2 separate regions of the Rattus norvegicus genome follow, and region 2 is linked to region 1. The links are chromatin contacts, called in public Hi-C maps. All regions are on one chromosome and are shown on one strand. Each heading gives the region's core, a stretch centred on a gene start, on an enhancer-like site or on the middle of the called end of the contact. The rest is flanking DNA. Distances are from core to core; before and after follow the strand shown. Region 1 has its middle 36 kb from the start of Tmx1. Region 2 has its middle 88 kb from the start of Tmx1.

Region 1 (5,129 bases), core at 1,510-4,009:
TGGTACTGGAAAGACTACCTAAGTGTAATGGTTAGTGCTAACTTTCCACTTCAAAGACTGTAGAGTCACCCGAGAGATGAGCCTCTAGATGTGCTTGCGGTAGTCATCTTGACTGTGTTCACTGAAAGGGAAGGCTGTCTACTGTGGGCGGCACCATTCCCTGCCTGGGATCCTGTACTGTATACATGGAGGGAAGGAGCTGATCTTTTCTTCACTCCTTGTTCACTCATCACTCTGTTTCTTGATGGTGGTACCAGGTTGGGTACCATAATGGGTATGATGTGAGCTACTGCGTTAAGCTCCTGGTGCCTTGACTCGTTTGCCATGATGAACTGTAAGCCAGAATAAACCCTTTCTCCTATAAGTTGCTTTTGTCAGGGTGTTTTATGACAGCAGCAGGAAAAGAAACTAAGGCAGGAGGAAAACAAAAGGTTAGGATAAAATGAAAGGAATTTGCATTAAAAATATTACGACAAACAAAAGAAACTGGATTAAAAAAATCATACTATTGCATAAAATCATTTGTTTGCAATTCTATATAGTGCAAATTGACCTGTGGGGACAGAAAGCAGATCCTTGTTGCCTGGGGTCAGGGATGAGAGACTGACCCCCGTAGCCCTGAGGAAACTTATTACAGACATTTGTAAAATCTTACTTGGTGACAAAACTGCCTTCACCTAAATGGATATAATTCACTGTAGGTAATTATGTCTTACTAAGATTTGTGTTACAAATGTGAGGAACTGAGCTCCATTCTCCCAGGATCTAAATCAAGAAAAAAAAAAAGTTGGGTGTGGTGACATGTACTTAAAACCCTAGCGTTAAAGAAGAGAGTAGAGACAAGCGGATGCCTGGGGCTCTCTGACCAGCCAGCCTCTCCTACGTGACAAGCTCCAAGGAAGTAAGAGATCCTATCTCAAAAAAATAAGGTGGACAGCACCTGAGGAATGACAGCTGACATCCTCTGGCCACACGCACATACACACACACACACACACACACACACACACACACGTGCGCGTGTGCATTCGTGCATGCACTAACACACAGACTCACAGACACACACGCACAAGATCCACAGTATAACCTAAAAGGAAACATCTATCATGGAGTTATCTACTTAAATTGATGAGCACATGATGTGGACCAGCCTGGTTCTCAGATGCCCACCTGCTTTTTTACGAGTGGTAATGAGAGAATAAATGAGCAGAAGAAGGTTCCTGAGGACAGGGCTTATCCGGAAATGCTAATCTTGTTGATGACATGGCTCTTCGCGGAAATAAGGCCCTGGAGTACTGAGGGAACGGAGAGGAAAGAAAGCAGATGTCTCTGGGATCCAGTGGGGATCTCATTAAAGCTAAGAGAGCTTTCTGCAGTAGACTGTGGAGTTCTATGGCTTAGAGAAGGAAAGGGACCGCTGTGCCTCTGCACTGGGATGCTCACGAGCCTTCTCAATTTTGATTCCTCCCCTTATAAGCTGAAGCTAGCATTCAAGTGGAAATTCTGAAGACTCCAATTGCTACTGAGAAATGCTTCCAAAGGCAGGAGAGCCAATATCTATAGATTCAGACATAAAATGTGTTTGAATCATTAGCTCTGTGCTAATTGAGAAATTTAAAACAACACAATTAATTCCCTCAGTTTATGGAGCTAAACAGTCTGTCCTCCGCCTGCTGGTTCAGCAGCTCTCAGGCTGGCTGCACCCAGATGTACCCGCAGAACGTTTATGAACTGTAGACTCCTGACCTGACCTTTAGCACAGTGGTTCTCAACCTTCCTAATGCTATTGACCCTTTAATACAGTTCCTCGTGGTGAGGTGACCCTCCCCAACCATAATATTATTTCCACTGCTACTTCATAGTTGCGATTTTGCTGCAGTCATGAATTGTAACGTAAATATCTTTTTGGAGACAGAAGTTTGCCAAAGGGCTGGCGACCCCCACAGTTAAGAACCCCTGCTTTAGCCTGTGCCTCCAGAGACCTGGGTGTGAATCGAGCACTAAGCTACTACCATGCTGCTTAAAGAGTCGTCTCAGAGCACCAGAGCTGAAATGCAGGGAGAAGGAAACAGCATACAGACCCTCCGTGGAGGGGGCATGGGGTGTTCTAGAACGAAGCAGTGTGGTAGGAGACATCTGCTCTGGCAGGAGGTAGAACAAAGTACAGAGCAGGGGCTGGGGGACGCTTATGAAGCTACAGACCTGGAGCTAGGAAAGGCTGAGGCGGGGCTTGGCAGGCTCAGCACCGCCGAGGCCTAGGCACTGAAGTGCTGGTGTTTCATTCAGTGCCCAACTGGAGATCGCATCCAATTCTCATGCCTTTAAAGGTTCTATAACTCCTGAACGCCTATGAAGCACAAGGATAGACAAGTACCGGGGTGCAACAAATTCACCCCAGAGCTCCAGTGTTCGGAAACGAGACCCAAACTCGCCTAGATCTGCGCTTGCCCACTAGCCCCTCCCCAGTCCGGGGAGACAGATGCGTCCGGAGAGAGCCTTCATGCTAACTAACACAGTTCAATCTGCCCCTTGGGGGAACTGTGCTTAATCTGCAGTTTTATTACCAGCTCTGTCCCTAGTGAAGAGGATGGCTCATGGATTTAGGAGGAAAGAGTCCTCAAAACCACACGGGGTCCTCTGGCTTCCAGAGCTACGTTTTGTCCCCTTTGCTGATGATCCTCAGCGGTGTCATTAAGGGAGGCCGCTGAGATTGCAGCTGGTAGACATTATTGTCTGTCCCTCCCTTTCAGCTGGTCCCTAGTGGCTCTCTGACTGCCTCCCTCCCTCCCTCCCTTCAGCTCTCACTGGTTTGATGTTCAGGCGCCTCTATGCCCTCGTGTCAGCAGGCCCGCAGGGGCACTCTGGCTCTCACCCCGTGTTCTTATATCCTGAGAGGAAAGACGAATGTGGAGGGACATGATTACAGTCGGTCTCTCGGACATCTCTAGCTTACTTTATCTCATCACCCTCCAGGGTGGCCAAGAAGTTCCTTAGCAGGCCTCCTGGAACCTCTCTTCCTCTTTCCTGCCTGTCTCCAGACTGCAGCCTGAAGGGAAAGTCAGACATCCACAAGACCATGCACCCCATCCACCTCCGGTGGTTTATTCAGGCTGAAGGGCAGACTCTCACAGCCCTCCACTTCCGAGCTACAGTCTTGCCACTGAGAATTGGTATAATAAACACCTCCTACTTTGTGGTAGACATTTATATTCTTCCAGGCTAATCCTTGCTGTGGAACTGGAAACCGAAAACATTAATAAAATCTTTTGTCTCCCTCAAAGGCAACCTTTAAACTTCTTGTCTTTCTGCAAAACTCCATTTTTTATGTCCAAAATCAGATCTTGACTTTATTTATTTATTCATTCATTTATTTTTGGCTTGCACGTTTGAAGACATAGTCAGGAAAAAGAGAAAAGCACATTGCTTTCTCCAAATCACGGCCATCATTGCTCCTGTGGGAAGCTATCCAGATATTTGGATGAGATAGATGTAACTTGCTATTATCAGAGGAGAATAGAGAGCAGGAAGGAAGGAAGCATATGAGGAAATACTTCCCAAGCAGGACCTCCAGGATTGGCCAATGCACCTGACAACAGTGGACAGGAAGGTAACACGTAAGAATTAGGAACACATGATGGACTTCTTTCTGGAGTGGGGACTCCTGGGGCAGAAACAGGCTAATGTGAAGAAATCAAGCTCTCTGTTTTAAAACAACTTAAAATTCCAGCAAAAGCCAGGCTTGGTGGCCGCGCCTTTAATCTCAGCACTTGGGAGGCAGAGAGAGTTGGAATTCTGTGAGTTCAAGAGCAGCCTGATCAACCAAGTGCATTCCAGGTCAATCAAAGCTATATACAGTGAAACGCTATTTAAAAAAACAATTGCAACAAAATTAAAATAAATTATGTACACACATGAAATTGTCAAATAACAAAAATAACCAATAAAAAGAAAACTAAATTTTTTTTTAAAAAATTCCTTGTAGAGAGACAAGCAGATGGAAAGATGGTATTTGGGAGCCAGCTACACACAGATGGTGGCTTAATGTTGGGCAGACAGAGTGAAGACAGCCTCTCCCTGGCGATAAACAGTGCACCAGGGGCCAAAGTCTCCGTGGGTCAAAGGAGAAAAAACAAATCTCAACCAGACTCCAGGTAGACAAGGAAAACTCTTGGGTGTCACAGAACGTTTAAAATCCAGGAACAGCCACCGTGAATTTAGCCTTAATCGGAGGGAGAGAATAGACAGGTATTTAGAACTAAATCATCGATCGCTATTCTTTGAGTTTTTATTTCAGAGAAAGTTGCCATGTTTATTGGGAACAGTTATAGGAAAAAACACCCGCAAGGCAGGAAACCGGCAAGAAACAACGGGCACTCTAGGGGTTGGGGATTTAGCTCAGTGGTAGAGCGCTTGCCTAGCAAGTGCAAGGCCCTGGGTTCGGTCCCCAGCTCCGAAAAAAAGAAAAAAAAAAAAAGACTGGGCAAACAACTGGGCACTCTAGAATTTTAACACTGACTTCCTAGGCGAGAAGTTGCCTGTAGGGTGGGCTCTCCAGCTACTCAAGGCTAGGCAAGGATGGGAGCGCAGAGAAAGGAGGGAAGAAAACCCGTACGACTATTTGCAAGGAAATAGCCCCACCTGCTGGTACGGGTTTCCGTGGGTTACAGATCTGAGTGAGTTTCCGCGGGTGAGCCCTGAGTTCTTTCTAAGGCGCTTTACTACTTAACAAACGCAACCTTCGTGCTCCCTCTAGAGGCCAACAGTGTGGATATAACAAATATCCTAACCGCTGCAGTTTCATTTTATTAATTAAACTGGTTCTTAGACAATTTCAGCAGTACATACCGACCATGCTCACTGTACCCTGTTCTCAGATCTCCCTCCCACCCCGTCCGCCACATTCCCATTCTCCCCTCAGATCTTTCTTTTTTTTTTTTTTTCGGAGCTGGGGACCGAACGCAGGGCCTTGCGCTTTCTAGGCAAGCGCTCTACCACTGAGCTAAATACCCAACCCAACCCCCTCAGATCTTTCTTTTAGGATCATGTCTTCATTTCCTTTTGAGATCCATTGAGTTTAACCGGTGCCTTCTGTGTGATCATGGGCTTGGAGCTGGAGTCTGGTAGGCTGA
Region 2 (5,129 bases), core at 1,191-3,690, 52 kb before region 1:
TCAAGTGGTTTGCGTTGGCACCGTGTTGCTCTCTTCCTCTCCCAAAAGGGAAGCAGGGAAGTATTAATTTGTTTGCACTTGCGTTATAATGATCTAGCCCCAGAAAGGAGCTCTGTAATTAAGACACTGCTCCGATTGCTTTTATTCATTTGAATGTGTTTCTATAGCAATGTGGAAGCTGTGTTTCCAGTTTTAAATGCTAGTGATTCAGTGTAACCTTGGGTGGGCCCCCTCCTGTCCTGGTTTTCTCCTGTGTTGACTGAGATTGATGGTCCAGCTCATGCTGTGCTGCGAAGATGATCTGACTAAATTAAATTAGATCTAGTGCAGCTGGGCAGCTGAAGGAGGCTGTGAGGGGGTGACTTCCCCAGGATCCTCTGCACTCTGGCTTTACTGCCAGCAGCCCACGCTAGCAGCAAAAGCTGGCTTCAACCACTGGCTTGTTCTCAACGCCCGCAAATGGCCGCACCACTTCTGCAGATGGCCCGTGAGGGCACGGCTCCTGCTTGGCAGTGATGGCTGGTGGTTTCCAGCCAGGCCCCAGAAGTTCAGGCTTAGTTTCTGAGAGCTGGTGGTGAGATGCGGCCACGGTGTCCTGTGATTATCCCTGTGGAGCCAGCAGCCACACTGAGATCAGCCCACCCCAGGCCCTGCCTGGACATGTTCTGGATGCCTCTTTAAACAAACTCGAATAATAAGATTTTACGTCTCTGAATACCAAAAGCACTTGAAGGTGATCTGGACTCAGCAGGCTGCCTATTTTTCCAAACAAATGGTTTATCACGGATTCTCTTAGCTAAAAAAGAAAGAGAGAAAGAAAGAAAGAAAGAAAGAAAGAAAGAAAGAAGAAAGAAAGAAAGAAAGAAAGAAAGGAAGGAAGGAAGGAAGGAAGGAAGGAAGAAAAAATAAAATATAAAATAAAGAGGGTTGGGAGAGGAGAAGTTGGAGAATAGAAGCAGAGAAGTCAGACATTTTTGTTGGGAACCTCGATAAGACACGCACATACCTCAGAGCAGAGCAGGATGCCCTGCTAGTCCGTGAGTTAGGAATTAGAGAGAAAGGCAGAACCAGGTCTCATGCACTAGGCACTGATGGTCTCTATCGGGGCGCATGGTAACAAACACAGGGAGAAAACCCTATTCCTATTGTATTGAGACAGAGTCTAATGTGTATCTCAGGATGGACTGAAACCCACTCTGTATCTGAGGATGACCTCTATGCCTGATCCTCCTGCCTCTACCTCCTGAGTGCTGTGGTATGGGCATGAGCCTCCCTCTCCAGTTTATGAGGTACTTCGTATAGAATCCATTGCTTAGTGCAATGGTTCTCAGCCTGTGAGTCGTGACCTCTTTGGGGTGCAAACAACTCTTTCACAGGAGTCACCTAAGACCATCGGGAAACACAGATATTTATAGTATGATTCATATAGGTAGCAAAATTGCAGTAATAAAGTAGCAACAAAAATTATTTTATGACTGGGGGTTACCACAGCATGAGGAAGGTTGATGGTAGCAAGCACTCTATTCACTGAGCTACACCTTCATATTCCAAAGATCAGAACTCATCATCAAAGGCTTGTCCTCACTTGGGTTTGACTTCTTTTTGTCGTTGTCATTGTTGCTGTTGTTGTAGTTTTCCAGGACTCACAGTTGAACTCAGGACCTTAGCAATGTCAGGTACTAAGGTATTATACCCTATTCTTCTTCTTAAGTGTCAAGGTCCCAGAAACATCAGCAGGGAAAACAGAGTGGGATTTGAATCCTATATGCGATCAGTCACTTTGCAAACCAGGGGAGTTAGTTAACCATTCAGGGACCCAAGTCACTTCCGGCTTCTATAAAGAGCACAGCAATCGTTGGTGACACCTGGACACACAGCCACTTACCTGGATTGTGTCCCTACTTTGTGCCTGAGGAGCCAGGCTTAGGGCTTCGTCGCTGACCGTTTGCTTCTCAAGACCCATGTGACCACTCCCGAGCATTGCTCAACAGAGACAAGACCAGGTTCCTCCCTCCATCCCATCCCTGGGGTCCACCCTTCCTCCACTGAGCAGATTGTAACCCTCGACCTCAATTCTGCGTCTTTACTCTGACAAGAGAAGAGACGATGATCTACTGCTGCTTCTTCATACTGGGCTTCCCCCCAAATCCTGCCTCCTTCATCCTCCTTCTCCTTCTCTTTCTCCTCATCTTCTCCCAACCAGCTCTCACCATCACCCTAGTTAATTACATTTTCCAGCACTTGGGGATTCTGAACTAATTTGCCATTCCTCTTCCTAGAATCCATCCCTAAGAGAGTCATATTCTACATGTGAAACAAATTTAGCCATTGTGCAAATGAGTTTTACGGCCAAATTCCTATTGCAAAACCTAACAGAGGCCAAGGGTGGGACTGGGAAAGTGAGGTCAGTGTGTCTGTGGCGCTCTGTGGTGCAGCAGAGAAGGAAGAAGCTATGATTCAATGAAGTCTGCTGGCCTGGGCATCCCGTGTGCTCAGCTCCAGCCTTAGAGTGCTTCCTGAGTTCTGTGGCCATGAGGAGCACGCTTTCTATGAGGTCAGGAGGCTGAGGCCAAGTTAGACATGCTAAACAATGGGGCTGAGGCCACTGTTCACTCAGCCTTCACAAATCTCACAGCCCACTTCACTAATTCATCAGCTCATCCTTTCTTGTAGAACCCAAGTTAGACTTAGCACTGTGGACAAACAACAACGCACAATCCGAGCCAACCCAGCAAACAGCTCAGATCTCTGAGCCATGGTCTCAGTATATCGCCTCATCATGTGAAGATTCTCATTAGAACATGGATTTGTCTCAGTGGTTTCTGACTGATGAACATCGCCGGAAATGAACATCATGGCTTCCTAGATGCCAACAGTACATAGCTATAGGTCTATGACATCTCTATGCAAACTGTGGAAGGACCCTGCCAGCAGATCATAGTCAGTGTCAACTCCATCCCACAGCTGACTGAAGCTTGGTGCCAGCCTCTAAGGCTTTGGGGCCTATCACTGACTTGTTGCCATTTTTCCATGGCTTATCCCACGAGTCTTGTTATTACCATGGATAATCGACTAAGTCCCCTTCATGCTACCTTCTGTGTCTGCTTCAGCCTCCTCTCCTGTTCACAGATCCTGGCCCTCTGTGAGATTCCCCATCTCATGACCTTGGCTTAACTCCCTATTTGGCTCCAGTCATATTGGGACTGACTTAGTGGCCCTTTCCCCTGCCCAGGCCCTCTCAGCCAAAGCAGCACCTCCGCTCTACTTCCCACCAGCACCCCCACCATTCTTCTCAAATGCAAGCTCTAAGCTGGGTCTCTGCAGCTGTTTCTAGGGCATGAGTGGTGCTCAGCTTTGGGTACCCATGAAACAATACCTTTCCTCCTCCTGGCGAGCCATGGGAGGACACAGTTCCCACTACAAAACAAAAGCAAAGAGCTCTCCCTTGTTTCCTAGATTTTTCTTCACAGGAGGCACTGAGCTCCAGAGTCAAAGTCCTCTGAGGCTAAACACATGTTATGCACCTTGTGTGCTTCTTACTGGTGATAATCACAAGCCAGTGGGCACAGCCAACAAGACTGAGCTTCTCTTTCATGGCAAGCCCCCTACTCATCCATGTTTCAAACCACTGCACCTCTGCGTGCCTCGAAGTTTGCTTACCTATCAGGACTGGAACAGGCCCTTCTCTTAGTAGAGAAATACAAGGCCATGCTAGTATCCCCAAAAGTATTTTTCCGTGAGGCTTCAGCAGGGGAGTTAAACATTTGATACAGAGAGTCAGGGGTCTTTTCTTGAATAGCAAATTGGCTGGCTCCTGGGTCTGGGGTGTGACCTGGCAAAAATGCTGGGCCACGGGGACCTCATTTTCCAGATATAATCTGGAAAGGGTGGGATGAAGGCAGAGAAGGGGCACCCCTCCCTCCTTCCAGGGAGGTCTATCTAGCAACAGTGGCTGAGATTTTCCTCCACCTCTTCCTTGGTTAGAGTCCAAATCTGGTTACCAAATATCTGGAACCTTCAGCCAAAAGACCATTTGGCCTTGAAGACTCATTTTTATCTTCAGGGATCTCCCTTCCCCAGGCCTCCACTTGGCCTGCCCTCATTGGAGGAACTGAACAAACACAGCGAAGCGTCTCTCCACCAGCTGCAGCCTGGGGCTTGCAGGCTATTTTGACTCCTGCTATGAATCAGAATGGAATTATGAATAATTTGTCGGAGGCTTGTTGCGTCTTGTTCCAGCCTTTCTTTAGCTCAGCTTTCCTTGTTCAGTTTTTCAAGTCCTCGAATGTCTGATTTTTTTCAAAGGCTTCAGGGGTAGCAAGCATTACAGGGATCTGGCTTCTCCAGGCTAACATCTCAGCAAACCCTCCAATTTACTGTGCCACATGTGGGAAAGGAAGGGAACAGGCAGGGCAGAGGCCAGCGCGGCATCTCTCTGACAAGCGGGTTAAGTGACTGTGTGTCCTAGCGTGCTTTATACTGAGAGCCAAGGCCAAGTGGTTTTCCACACTCACCTCTGCAGCCATTTGCATGCCCATCTTGCTCACACACGCAAACTTTTTATGAAAAGCAACTATTAGCAAAGTTTGGGGGAAATGTTAAAATATATTTTCCTCAAAGAAAATATTAAACAACCAGGCTCCACAGTGCAGGATCTTGTACAAATGATCATCTATACATAATCAGACTCTACCTCAGGAAGTGTTTAAATAAAATGAGAGAAGCACACTCTCCTGAGATGCCCCTAACTGAGGGCTGAAGGCTCCCGAGAGCTTTCTGGCAGGAGAGCTATCCCAGGGAACTGCTTGAGTTTCTTCTGAGACAATCAAGTGACGTTCAAGGTGCCTTGAAGAAAAATACAATTTGCTGTTTGCTCTTCTTCCCTGAGGACCTTGCTTCCACCCCGGGGCTCACAGTAAGCCTGTGGGGGTGTGTGGGGGAGGAAACACCTTCTGCTCACTTGCAGGTGTGCTGGGAGCCTGAGCCCGGCGGAATGGAAGAACAGGAAGCTCCTCTCCAAAGACTGAGCATAAACACACCCATGGGTGAAAGAACGGGAAACGTGTCCACCCATTTTCATATCCGGGCCTCCACACTGGACCCTCACAGGCCCTAAGGGGAGGATTGTG

What was found. A called contact is a pair of places that touch in the nucleus more often than the background predicts.
Region 2: a contact with region 1 is called in a Hi-C map of psoas muscle, with 2.4 times the contacts expected there. The contact joins two enhancer-like sites. A contact is called at or near these places in 2 of 12 Hi-C or Micro-C datasets (mammary epithelial cells and psoas muscle).

What each region holds. Positions count from the first base shown.
Region 1 is chr6:94,730,536-94,735,664 of GRCr8, reverse strand. No RefSeq gene overlaps it. Among named protein-coding and RNA genes, the nearest start is that of Tmx1, 36 kb to the right of the region's middle. Within about 2 kb of position 2,759, at least 13 of the 93 cell types and tissues checked have an H3K27ac peak or open chromatin away from gene starts, as enhancers often do.
Region 2 is chr6:94,782,017-94,787,145 of GRCr8, reverse strand. No RefSeq gene overlaps it. Among named protein-coding and RNA genes, the nearest start is that of Tmx1, 88 kb to the right of the region's middle. Within about 2 kb of position 2,440, at least 15 of the 93 cell types and tissues checked have an H3K27ac peak or open chromatin away from gene starts, as enhancers often do.